Regions from separate parts of the Rattus norvegicus genome. Here all the other regions are linked to region 3. Evidence: chromatin contacts called from public Hi-C data. All regions are on one chromosome and are shown on one strand. Each heading gives the region's core, a stretch centred on a gene start, on an enhancer-like site or on the middle of the called end of the contact. The rest is flanking DNA. Distances are from core to core; before and after follow the strand shown.

Evidence for each region. Hi-C and Micro-C count contacts between places; a contact is called where the count stands out from the background.
Region 1: a contact with region 3 is called in a Hi-C map of kidney, with 6 times the contacts expected there. The contact joins two enhancer-like sites. A contact is called at or near these places in 12 of 12 Hi-C or Micro-C datasets (the A7r5 cell line, the Rat2 cell line, Schwann cells and 7 more) and 1 of 1 datasets of contacts at active chromatin or transcription factors (oligodendrocytes).
Region 2: a Hi-C map of liver shows a contact between it and region 3, with 2.9 times the contacts expected there. The contact joins the promoter of Srek1ip1 here to the enhancer-like site in region 3. A contact is called at or near these places in 1 of 12 Hi-C or Micro-C datasets (liver) and 1 of 1 datasets of contacts at active chromatin or transcription factors (oligodendrocytes).

The regions. Positions count from the first base shown.
Region 1 is chr2:37,687,248-37,691,027 of GRCr8, reverse strand. Cwc27 (CWC27 spliceosome associated cyclophilin) reads left to right here. Exons shown (of 14, transcript NM_001013199.1): 8 at 3,767-3,780. Among named protein-coding and RNA genes, the nearest start is that of Cwc27, 20 kb to the left of the region's middle. Within about 2 kb of position 1,662, at least 3 of the 93 cell types and tissues checked have an H3K27ac peak or open chromatin away from gene starts, as enhancers often do. A contact at or near this core is called in hepatocytes and kidney, where this site is marked.
Region 2 is chr2:37,707,959-37,711,987 of GRCr8, reverse strand. It overlaps Srek1ip1 (SREK1-interacting protein 1), which reads right to left and starts at 2,251. Exons shown (of 5, transcript NM_001008373.2): 1 at 2,074-2,251. The coding sequence starts at 2,086. It overlaps Cwc27 (CWC27 spliceosome associated cyclophilin), which reads left to right and starts at 2,650. Exons shown (of 14, transcript NM_001013199.1): 1 at 2,650-2,751. The coding sequence starts at 2,710.
Region 3 is chr2:37,146,269-37,150,407 of GRCr8, reverse strand. It overlaps a transcript of Cenpk not described here. Among named protein-coding and RNA genes, the nearest start is that of Adamts6, 7.0 kb to the left of the region's middle. Within about 2 kb of position 2,672, at least 84 of the 93 cell types and tissues checked have an H3K27ac peak or open chromatin away from gene starts, as enhancers often do. A contact at or near this core is called in hepatocytes, kidney and liver, where this site is marked.

The DNA of each region.
Region 1 (3,780 bases), core at 413-2,912, 540 kb before region 3:
CCCTCAGGCTTTCTTTGTGAAACATAAAAGTAGTATGTACCTGCTGGGGTTGTGAATAGAGACACTTTGATACATTGTACCACTCTGAAAGATGCCTTTAAAGGTTTTGTCTTAAAATAGAGCATTACATTACCTGTTATAATTGGTATTTTATTCTTGAACTTAAAACTTGAATGATTTGTAATGTAATCACAGTTATTAGACAGAGGCCGCCACCCTCTGTCCAAGCAGTATAGAGAGGTGCTGAGAAACCTTGTCAGTGTCCTTCCTGAGAAGCAGTCTGAGCTTGTGTTCAAGCAGCTGGGAGAGCATGTGTTGCCTCCACCTGGTGACTTGAGCTCGTTCTGGCCCATTTATCTGTTCTGTCTACTGTAGCGAGCGGGTGGTTAAGTTTGAGAAAACAAAGCAACAGTTTGAAATTTACTGACTTAGAAGACAGAAGTTACTTGGAAATCTGGAGAAAAGCCAAATTTAATTTTATCTGTTTGTTTTGTTCATGTACAGTTCTTTTCAGACCATAGTCTTGCCTCAAGTTCCTCTTTCTGTCTCTCTGTCTCTCTTTCTTTCTTCCTTCCTTTCTTTCTTCCTTTCTTTCTTCCTTCCTTTCTTTCTTTCTTTCTTTCTTTTTTTTTTGGTAAAATGATACCTTGATAAGAAAAAAGAATAGGCTGAATATTAGAAGTGGTTTTAAAATTTACTCTTATTTGTAAGTGTTGAAATAACTAAAACTAAAGCTAAGTGAGTCCTTTAGTGACAGAACAATTTGAAGTTTCAGAGCTTGCATGAAATTAAATATTTCTAAAAGGCTTAAAAATAATTGTTTCATTAGTCACTTGCTTCTCAGGTTTCTTTTTCAATGACTGCACAGTGGTAAGCGTTATTCCAGAATTAGATTGCAATGCAGTTAAGATTGTTAGGTCTGAACTGAGGCTTCACTGTATGTGGGAGAAGAAACCCGAGTCCCCTCTGGTTTGTGGATTATCAGTGTGAGGTTACACACACTCTTTCACCTCTCTCCTCTATTCCTGACAAGGTGTCTCTCCCACGTGGATTAGCTTTTCTTCGTTGTTTCAGTATCTGTGTACTACCTGATGAAAACCTCTTTGAAATCATAGAATTTTATAGCTCCAAGGGATCTAGTCCAACTTCCTTCCTTTATAGCTGCGGAAACTGAGACCCAGGTTAAGTGACTTGCCAGATTGACCTGTTTCCTTTCAGATTGGATTGCATGATAGAAGGATGCTGTAATAACCGTATCTCGGCTCCGGAAAGCCCTCTGTTGACTTTCTCATCATTCCTATGGTGTGTGACCAAATGGAATCTGGGAGATAACACTGTCGGGTGGATTCATAGCTAATTGAGTGCTTTTGCCCAAAGAGTGCTTTCTTTGTCAAACTGTGGCTGATTTTTATTTAACTCTAGGTTGAAACATAATTCTGTATGTTAGTCCATTAAGTCCAAAATATGTAGGACAAAATAAAATAGTTTGTATATCTTAAACTGCACTCTGGACACCCAGGGGTGATTTTTATGTTGCTTCTCATTCTGGGAATTCTTGCATACATTTGCTCTTAAGCCCTTCACTTGCTTAGATGATGGAACATGATCCCAAAGACTACTGATCTAAGTTAATCATCTACAAAAAGTACACCATCTAGACTAGTGTTGCCTAAAACACCGGGCAGCATGGCCTGGATGGAGAGGTTACCACAGGAATGGATTGTCAGAGTTAAAGGTTACTCAGACATCCTGGCTGTGGACCAGTGCTGTCCCCCTCTGTCAGCATGCCCTATAGCTCTTTCTGTCTTCTTCCTTCCCTTCTATACTCTATCTGGTTTCTTTTTCTTTCTTTCTTTCTTTCTTTCTTTCTTTCTTTTTTTTTTTTTTTTTTTTTTTTTTTTTTTTTTTTTTTTTGTTGCCTCTGTATTTTCTGTGTGAAGTTCAGGTCTGTGCCAGTTAGTGTTCATTTTTAAACATGTCCATGGTTAGTTTCGACTTTCTCCTTATGTACACTTCACTGAGTATATTTAGTTTTTTTTTTCCAGCATTTAAACACTTTAGCCAAATAATGACCTTAACATAGGTCATTCAGGAAGAATTAGCATTAAAGAGAATCAGACTTCTGTCCCGGGTCTGAGACCCTTCTACTTTTCCGTTCTTCCTAGTTGCTTTCTCAGCTTTGGTGGTTCGCTGTAGTGGGAAGGGGTGTATGTTTAAGTCTGCTTTTGACCTTCTGTCTTCGTGCTAACTTAATTTGAAAGGTTAAGGAAAACCTAGAGTGGGGATGATTAATTCAGCTTAACTTACAAATTCTTCCTGTTTTCATGTCTTACTTCTTTTTTCTTTTAGCTGTTTAAAGTGAGTTTTCATTGAGAGCTCAACAAGGACTTCTTTTCTTTTTCCTCCTCCTCCTTTTTTTTTTTTTTTTTTTGGGTCCTTTTTTTAATTTTAACTTTTAGACAGTGCCTTGCTAAATAGCCCCAACTAGCCTCAGATATGCAATCTTCCTGTTTTGGTCTTGAAGGTTAGTATTACAGCATGTAACACTGGGAAGAACTTTCTTTTTTAAAAAGTAATATATTTAAACTGGCATATAAAATTATATATATAGTGTACAACCTATGTAAATACAGTAGAATGTCTGAGTTAAGCTAATTAACATACACCCACTTCACAAACCACATGCACGCTGTCGCTGTCGTAAGAGCGTTTGACATCTTTCTGTAGGGCTGGAGAGATGGCCCAGAGGTTGAGAGCACTGGTTCAGAGGACTCAGCTTCGGCTCCCAGCAGCCACATGGCAGTTCACAGCTGTCTGTCACTCTGGTTCCAGGAGATCTGTTCTGACCTTGAGGGATCCAGGCTGTGGTACACAAACATACAAACAGGCAAAACATTGATATACGTAAAATAAATAATTAAAAACATAAATAAATAAAATCTCTGTGATTTCTCAGGAGCACAAGAATTCATCTTTATAAATTTAGCATTATTAATAAATAACATGCACCTGCAGTGGACCTTAGTTACAACCTTGTTCCCACTATTTGTCAGTGTAATTTTCATTGTCTGTCTTGTCAGTGAAGAGGTTGACACAGAGGGTCAGAGGCTAACTTTGGATGTGGTGTATTACTGTATATTAAAGGGTGGTAGTATGCATTTGTCTCAATTTATTCTTGTTTTTATCCGTGGGTTGTCGAAGTTAATCAGTTGTATGTGAACCATAGGTACTCAGAGCTGGTGAGCCACTGACTTCTTTTTTTTTTTTTTTTGGTTCTTTTTTTTGGAGCTGGGGACCGAACCCCGGGCCTTGCGCTTCCTAGGTAAGCGCTCTACCACTGAGCTAAATCCCCAGCCCCAAGCCACTGACTTCTTTTTGACAGTGTCACTTATTCTGGGGAGATGATCCTAAAAGAGTGTTTAGATCCATGAGTGGTGCTGCACACTTAGAATCCCATTGCAAGATGCTGACAGAGAAAGATCATGAGCTCTAGGTCAGTCTGCCCTGCAGAGAAGACTCAAGGCCATCTTAGGCTAGAACTAGATGGAGAGACTGTGCCTTATAAAACAAACAAATAAGTAAAACTTAATTAACATAAATAAGTAAAAATCCTATGTTCAGTTGATAGAAGGATTATATTCATAAACTCATCCTTTACTAAGCATACTATGTCCCCACCTAATTTCATGTGAATTTGTTAACTTATCTTTTCGGAAGACCTTTCATTTCCTACTCTCAGCTCTATTGTTTGTCCCTTCCTTCCCAGAGCATGAAGGGGAG
Region 2 (4,029 bases), core at 1,002-3,501, 560 kb before region 3:
GCTATAATAAGTGTTGTTTTGATTCTGACTTTTTGCCTAGTATCTGTTTACTCCCATGCTGTCTATTGGCCACTTCCATTCCTGTGTCAGATCCACCTTAACACAAGCTCCAGGCTGACCTCATTGCTGTCTCTCATCCCTGATCTTGAGGGATGTCTGCCCAGTTATGGAGCCTTCTCAATGAGCTAATGTCAAGAACCAGGTTCCACCATTTCCACCTCATCAAAGCAATCAATTCTTAATGATTCTACCACTACCAACACACCTACAAGTTAGCTGCTTCTCTTAATGGGACCACTTCCTCAATGGTAACATAATCCAGCAGAAACACCCTTAAGCACCAACAGTTCTCTAAGGTAACTAACTCTCCTCCAGGTTACTGAATTCTAAACATGTAATTTTTCTTAAATCTGTTAAGTGGTTGCCTGCTGTCTACTAACATCCTAACACTTTGTTTTTGCTTGTAAGGTCCTTCTGTCACAGGAAATCTATTGTGCCATGGATACCTTGGAGAACGCATTTGTATGCATAGTGGGGAAGAGCTTGGATAACCTACATTAGCTCTTGGTTTCTCCCTCTGTGAAGTGAGAATAGCATCAGCTATCTCACAGTAGTGGTTATTAAAGGAAAAAAATACAATGTTTGACATAGTATCAGGTATGTGGGTTACATAGTAAAAGTTAAGATACTTTGAATTATCTTTTTAGTTAATTTCTCATTTCTCTCAGGTTAGCTGATGGTTAGCTCTTCTATTTTCTCTTCCTTTCTATATCTGCTCCCTTTCCCTGCAGGTTCCCTGCCCTCTCACATTTTTTTTTGTCACCCCCCCCCCCCGCCCCCATCCCAGGAGCTGAGGACTAAACCCAGGGCCTTGCGCTTGCTAGACAAGCATTCTACCACTGAGCTAAATCCCCAACCCCTCTCATATTTCTTTAGCTCTCATCTGGAACATCCGTGGTTTGTCCTCTCTGAATCCTGTTAGGTGTCCTAACTGTTTTTGCTTGCCGCACCATTAGTTCCACTTTCTGCAAATTCCTCCTGTTCCCTGTTGAGTCCTAAGAGAGCAAGGGTGTCGTCTATCATGCTCGCCACCACACACATAATAAAGAACATACAGTCATCTCTCTTCTCACAGTTCCAGGTGTGCTCCTTTGCAAAGTGCAGAAATTAGGAAAGCAGCCCCACCCCCACCCTGCAACCGCTGGCTCTAGAATAAAGTTCAGAAAAGGCTGCCACAGAACAAAACCAGGGGTCAAACAGTAGCGGGAAGAGGTAGTTTTTTAAGCAAAGTTGGGGCTTCATAAATATTTTCAGGGCCTTTCCTACAGTACTATGCATTGTGAATCTTGGAGATGTAAGGTGGGTATATCTCTTAAAAACACCTGCCCGATATTAGGGTTTTTGCAGAAACACATTCTGACAAGGCCGGCTTGGGGAAGTTCTTGAGGCTCCCCAGTAAACTGGAGCAGCAAACAAAAACATCCCCGGAGCCCAGTGTGCCGTGTCTAGGTTAGAAACCTCTGAACACCAAAGTGGAACCTACAAAAGAATCTTTGATACAATTCAAGGAAGCGCCTTCTTGAAACTAAGAGGGAAACTGAGGCCCCAGAAGGGCACAGAAACCGGCCTACAGCTACACTGTAACTAAAGGCTGGAAGAGCTAGGACAAGCCCCAGGTGCACTTCTTGACTGGATGACTTTCACTACAATGTACCACCTGGATTCGCCAAAAGTTCACACTTCGAATTTTATTTTGAAATTCAGTGAAAGTTACAGTCTTACGGGCAACTTGTCCCCTTAGGCCTACAGTTCTCATTGTCACCAACTCTCTTGTCCCTCTTACAATACACTTTCCCTGTAATCCTGTGCAGTTTGGGCTTGCACAAGAATGACAGAGATGATCTTTCCCAGCCCTCTTTGAACTTGTAGTGTAAACTTTTTCATGTAAATCAACCGATTCTAAATTTTCAGGCCTTCGCCTGAATCCCCAAGTGCTCCCTGCCACCCCCGGTCCTGGACTCCCCTGCTCGCCTCATTCCTCTGGAGTGAGAGAGCCCTGCGGTTGATCTTCACCTGGGACTGCCATAATGCAGGTGAGTGGGGTCACCGGAGTCCTGAGCTTTCGAGATCGCGTTTCGTTCAGGTCCTTAGCGAGGACAACGCACTAGCAGAGGGATCTCTCCCACCCGGTCACTACAACTTCACAGGGCAGGAGAAGGCCGGATGCACATCCAGGGTTGGCGGAACTAAGAAGCTGCGGACCCAGTTTCCAGGGGTGTCCTACCGCGGAGCACACGTGGTCTGAACCATTTCGGCCAGCTTCCGGAGGTGAGTGCTATCTGCAAACACCGGACCTGGACGCAGCACCCGGATTTACGGATTGGCCGTTTAGCTAGTATTATGAATGACACGACAAATTCTCTAAAGTTGCAGAGGTCTTATAGTCTTTTCTAGTTTCCTGAAGAACAGGGACATCCCCCCTCCCGGAGTTAGCGGTGCTGCGATCCGGGAGCAACATGGCGACGTCCATGAGGGGATAGTTTGGGGGAGTAGCTAGTGCTTAGTACGGTTGTCCTGTCTAACTCTGACCGAGTAAAGTTTTCCCCAAGTACCCAGGTAAAGAATTGTCTACTAACAGGTGGGCATCGTCAGAGACCCGCCATTCGCTCGCGGCCACACTAAGGAACGGAGTCTTGAGCAGTGAGCAAGATGAGTAACATCTACATCCAGGAGCCGCCCACGAATGGGAAGGTGAGAGCCTCTACCACCTGGACATCCTAATTAAGAGCAACCTGATTGGGGGTGGCAAGGGAGTTGAAAGACCAAAAGGACTGCCCTCCACATCATGCTTATGGCCACTGTTGCATTTATACTATTTACAGTGACATGTCTCAGCGTATTTTTGAGAGTTATTGAGCAACTTCTCTATTCGCTAGTCTTCTGACCCCTTAACTTCCTTGATCCAACTCACGTGAGCGCCTTCTAGTGTCTGTTGTTTTTAAGACTTACGTTAAGATTGTTCATTTTTTTAGTTGTTTAACTTGGAGGTCGCGCATTCTCTACCATCATTTATTGAAGGCCTCCTTGGCACAACGCACTCTACTAGGTGCTGATGATACAAAGCAAGGTTGGTGTGCTACACACACACACCCCCACCCACACACACACACAAATATATATATATACATATATATATATACATACATATATATACACATATATACATATATACATATATACATATATATGTATATATATATACACACACATATATATATATGGCTAGCTGCTAATTCCCTATTTCAAAATTACAGGCGTGCATCGACACACCTGCCTTTGGTTGGGAAGAATTGAAGAAGATTATATTGCCATGATAGTAAGGCGGAGTGAAAAACAGGAAATGATGGGGAAAACATCTTGGAGGACATATCTTTTGAGATAATTGTCAGAGGCAGCGGGGGAGTGAGGAATATTACTGGGTAGGAATGGGAATCGATTCCCTGATAGGTTTCATACCGAGCTATATTTCTAGAGGACAATATTAATTTTAACTAATAAATGCTCGTAGAGATAAAATAGACTGACCATTTATTCCCCAATGCAGGACCTTAACTTTTGCTGTTCATTTCTCTAGTATGCTATTTTATCTGTTCAAACGTCACTCTTAACAAAGAGGCCTATAAAATAGCAAATCTCAGTGATGCCCTGGGTCTCAACAATTTCCAAGTATTTAATAGTATATTACTTTTGTTTCTTTCCTATATAGAATGCAAACACTATCAGTGAAGATAAACATCTAGAAACAGTGATTCTCTACCTGTGGTTTGTGACCACTTTGGTCAAATAACCCTTTTACAGGGGTTGAATATCCGACATCCGACATATCAGATATTCATGTTAGGATTTATAACAGCAGCAATATTACAGTTATGAGATAGCAATGGAAATAATTTTATGATTGAGGGTCATTACAACATGAGGGATTGTATTAAAAGGTCACAGAATTAGGAATTGAGAGCCACTGACCTA
Region 3 (4,139 bases), core at 1,423-3,922:
AAGTAAAGCAAAAGTACAAAACCAATTTTCTCAAATTAAATCTCTAAATTCCACAATTCTCTCAAAGCTAAAGGTTAATTCAAGCTACTTGTATTGAAACAGTTTTTTCCTTAAAAAATGATTTTTTTTCTTTCTTGGTATTAGTGTAAAACACTGATAACCAACTTTGGTTTTGGATTTGTTTTTATAAAACTATTACGAATTATCTACATCTTTTTTCTCTCCCTTCCCACAAAATCCAAATATGCTATTGACTTTCCTTAACATGACAACTCAATTCATCTGCTGCTGAGATCACAAACAACGAGATCTGGCACCAGACCCAACCTAAACCACTAGTAGCTACCTTAGGTTGCTAAGGAAGTGAAAAGGAAGTAGTAAGGACAGACAAGAATAGGCATGAATTTTGCAGGTTTTTAGACCAAACATAAAAATAATTTACTATATTTCAGTCTTAATGATTGGAAGATTTCCTCTGAGGAATCACAAAACAGATTAATACATCTATACAGAATAATCTGGTGCCATTTATGATAAATGAATGATTTGTTTTAATGTAGCACACTTCAAAAAACAATCACTAATACTCACAACTAAGCACCAAATTAATATAAACAAGACTGAACTACCACTTTGGTGAAAATAATTATCTTCAAAATTAATTTTCTAAGTTGCCTTCAAGTGCACCAGTTTTACATTGCTTTTCTTTTCCTATCATGAATTTTAAGACTGTAAATTCACCACTAAACATTTCAGTCTAATCAATATAAACTTAAGAAAAGAAATGAAAAAAAGAGAAAATATAGTTCAAAAACTCTGAACATGAGAGTAAATTGAAAATTATATTCGGTGTAGTTTTTAAAGTTCCAAGCAATGGTTTGGTTTCCCTTTCTCCCCCCTTCTCTGCACACCCTCACACCACCCCCCTTCCCATTCCACTTCATCCAGACAGAGGGTAACAGTCTGAGCTGCCCTGGTTGAGTTGATCCTAAAGTTAACATTCAGCAGCCCATTTCCAGACAGCAGCGCTAAATCTATTTGGATAAAACGCGTGTGACCCAGACAGTTGGCATTTGGCCCAAACGCGTTGCACCAGCAGCTCAAATAAAAACAAGAGTAAGAAACTTACTCTCTTGTTCCCTCTCAGTGTGCTTTCTTACTCTGGCTTGCTCTCTTTGCCCCTAATACAAGTGGACAACTTATCAAAAACAGAAATTATAGCACATATTTTAAGAAAGATTTTCCAATACTTCTTCACTCTTGTTCTCTCTCCCAAATCACTGAATTTCAGTCTTATATACTATATATACAGACATACTCTGATAAACAAGGCTCCAGAGGGTTATGAGTCTAGCATGGCCCAAGTGGGCAAAAGTAAATCAAAACCACACGCTTTCATCTCTTTGATTAGCCTATTAAGAGCTTAACATATCCTAGAGCATCGGTGCTACAGCCAGCACAATACTGCTACCCTGAGAGCACAGGCATGAAATATGCACTTGTCTGAATACTAAAGACGCTGACATGAAACGGATTTTCAGAAGGCAATTGCATAAATCTGGAAATCGATTAAAAAACACACATCATCATTACCTTCTCCACCACTATCTGGTGACTAGTTAAAAGTCCACGATGATCATAATCAAGTCCACTTCACACAACATGTAAATTCATACAATAAGCGCGTATTTTCACATTATAAAATACCTGTAAGCCCCGGAATTCTACGTCCACGAGTAGTCTAGAGTTTAAAAGATTTCTATCTGTAATGTGAGTTTAGTCAAACTCACTTCTTGCCATAAAGCACGCACGCGCGCGTGCGCGCGCGCGCACAGCCACAGACACACACACACACACACACACACACACACACACAGAGGGGGAGGGAGGGGAAGAGAGAGGGAAGGGAGAGAGATCTAAGCGTTATTCAGAAGATAAGCAAAGCACAAGTTGTTGGGGTTTTTTTTTAAGGTTTCATTGAATATTGTGAAGTCTTCCTTACCGTTTTCATCTTCAAATTCTGATAAAAAGTAAGTTTCAAACAATAGAGATTTCACTGGACGGCTCACGTACTCCCTTTTCTCTTTTCTTTTTGCCCCCCGCCCCCTTGCAAAGCCACACCAGCCAGTTATTCTGCAGCCAGAATAAAACCCTATAGTCTCGCTAACTGGAGCTTTAGAGAAAGGACTTTCTGATTTGGCAGTTAAAAAAAAAAAAAAAGAAAGAAAGAAAAAAAGAAAGAAGGAAAAAGAAAAGAAAAAAATCCTTTCAATTCATCCAAGGCTATCAACCTGAGACGTGCTTTGCAACCCCCAACTCCCTCCCTCCCCCGCCCACCCACCCCCCCAAAAAAAGGAAAGGAAAAAAAAGAAAAAAGAGGGGAAAGGCTTATTGGGGGTGGAAGTGGTGCCCTCTCTTCCTGGACAGCTTAGTGCCTTTGCTATGCAAATAACATGTGCAGAGCATCAAAAGGTATCAGGAGAGAGAAGACAAGAGGAGCAGGAAGGGCAGGAAAAGTTTTGTTGAAGTAGCCCTCGAGCTCACTGCCGGCCCCAAGCCAACTTCAATTGCAGCAGAAGAAAATTTTGGCAGCTTTCCTCAGAGGCAGAACAAACTGACGTCAGTCTGCAGATGTGCCTGGGCTGCGTCGGGTGCGCATGTGTCCTGGGTCGTCACGTGGAGGGGGAGGGGAGGTAGAGGTACAATCGGGGTATCCAACTACCAGCCATTCAGAAGGGCTTAGACAATGTCAACTTTTCCACCCTGTGAATGAGAGAAACTCTGGCCCTCTAACCTCTCTCCCCTAACCCACCCCGCCTATTTCCTCCTCCTCTAACCTCTTGCGGAGTCTTGTCTGGTTTGTTATTACAGTTTCTTGGAAAAAGGAAAGGCACGGCGGGTGTTGGGGGGGGGGGTGCAGACGGGGATAGACTAATGTCACTGTTAGAATTTTTGGTATCATTCTCTGACTTTTGTTTGTTTTATTTTAATCTCTACAATAAATATTTAAAAGTTATTCATAAAATTTGTCATGTAAGGAGTCAGATCAGTAGAGCGAAATTTCAAGACTTAAAACGTGTACAAAACGACTGTGTGTTGAATGCATACTTCAACAAGTGAAAATACCACCACAAGAGTAAAAACTAAACGAAACTGAGACCTGCACATTTTCCATGTGATTATCGACTTCAGGTTATGTGAAACTATAAAAGGAAAAGGGGGTGGGGAGTGGTGCATTATTTCCAGATGAGAGCTAGATGGTGTTTTAAACTGCAACAGGGAAAGCCACAAAGTGAGGGCTTTTTTTTTTTCCTTGCTTGTTTGTTTGTAGTACACTGAATGAGAAACTTCAATGAGTGCTCAAAAGAAAATAAAGCCTAAATCAGCCCCCAAAAAAGGTTGGGGTGGGGGGACCGCGACGACACGGGAGTCCTGCTGAGATCTCAAGATAAACAAACAAAATGTCAGAACCGGTTCTTCTAGCTTTCCAATCCCACCTCCCCCTCCACATCAGCTGCCAGTTCAACCCTTAAAGATAAAATACGACCACGACCGGGCACTTTCACTTTCATTTACCAGGAGAAATCCCCTGGCATTTAACTGTAGAAAAAAAAATATTCCCACCGCTTTCCAAGTCCTAAGCAAGCAAACAATGTCTGGCGCAAGGATCGGAAACAGGAAGAAAATCGAAAATAGCTCAGGACAAATATTGCCTTTCAGCTGTGTAATCTGCTGCATCATTTATCCGTCTGTACCGTGGAGTGTAGGGTTGGGAGTTGGTTAAGGGTTGCCAAGGTTGGGGGAGGGGAAAATTGAGCCTTGAAATTCCAGTCTTTAATTAACACCCAGCCAATTTCCTATGGTCAGAACCAGAAAATGAAATTGGACCTGAGGGATGTAAATAAGGAGAAAGGCACGTTCTAAATACCAGTTCTTAAATTTCTAGCTTCTGTTAACGTTGTTGTTCTTTGATTTTTTTTTCCTTCCTATGCCAGAAGTGGTAGGTGTGATTGTTCTGGAAAACCTTGAATGGCTTAAGCAGGCATAGGTGAGAACCTAGAAGAATACATTTACTTCAATGATTTTTCAAGGGTTGGAAGGCCGTACATTTGCCCAGGGGCTAGCTCTCATTTTGACCT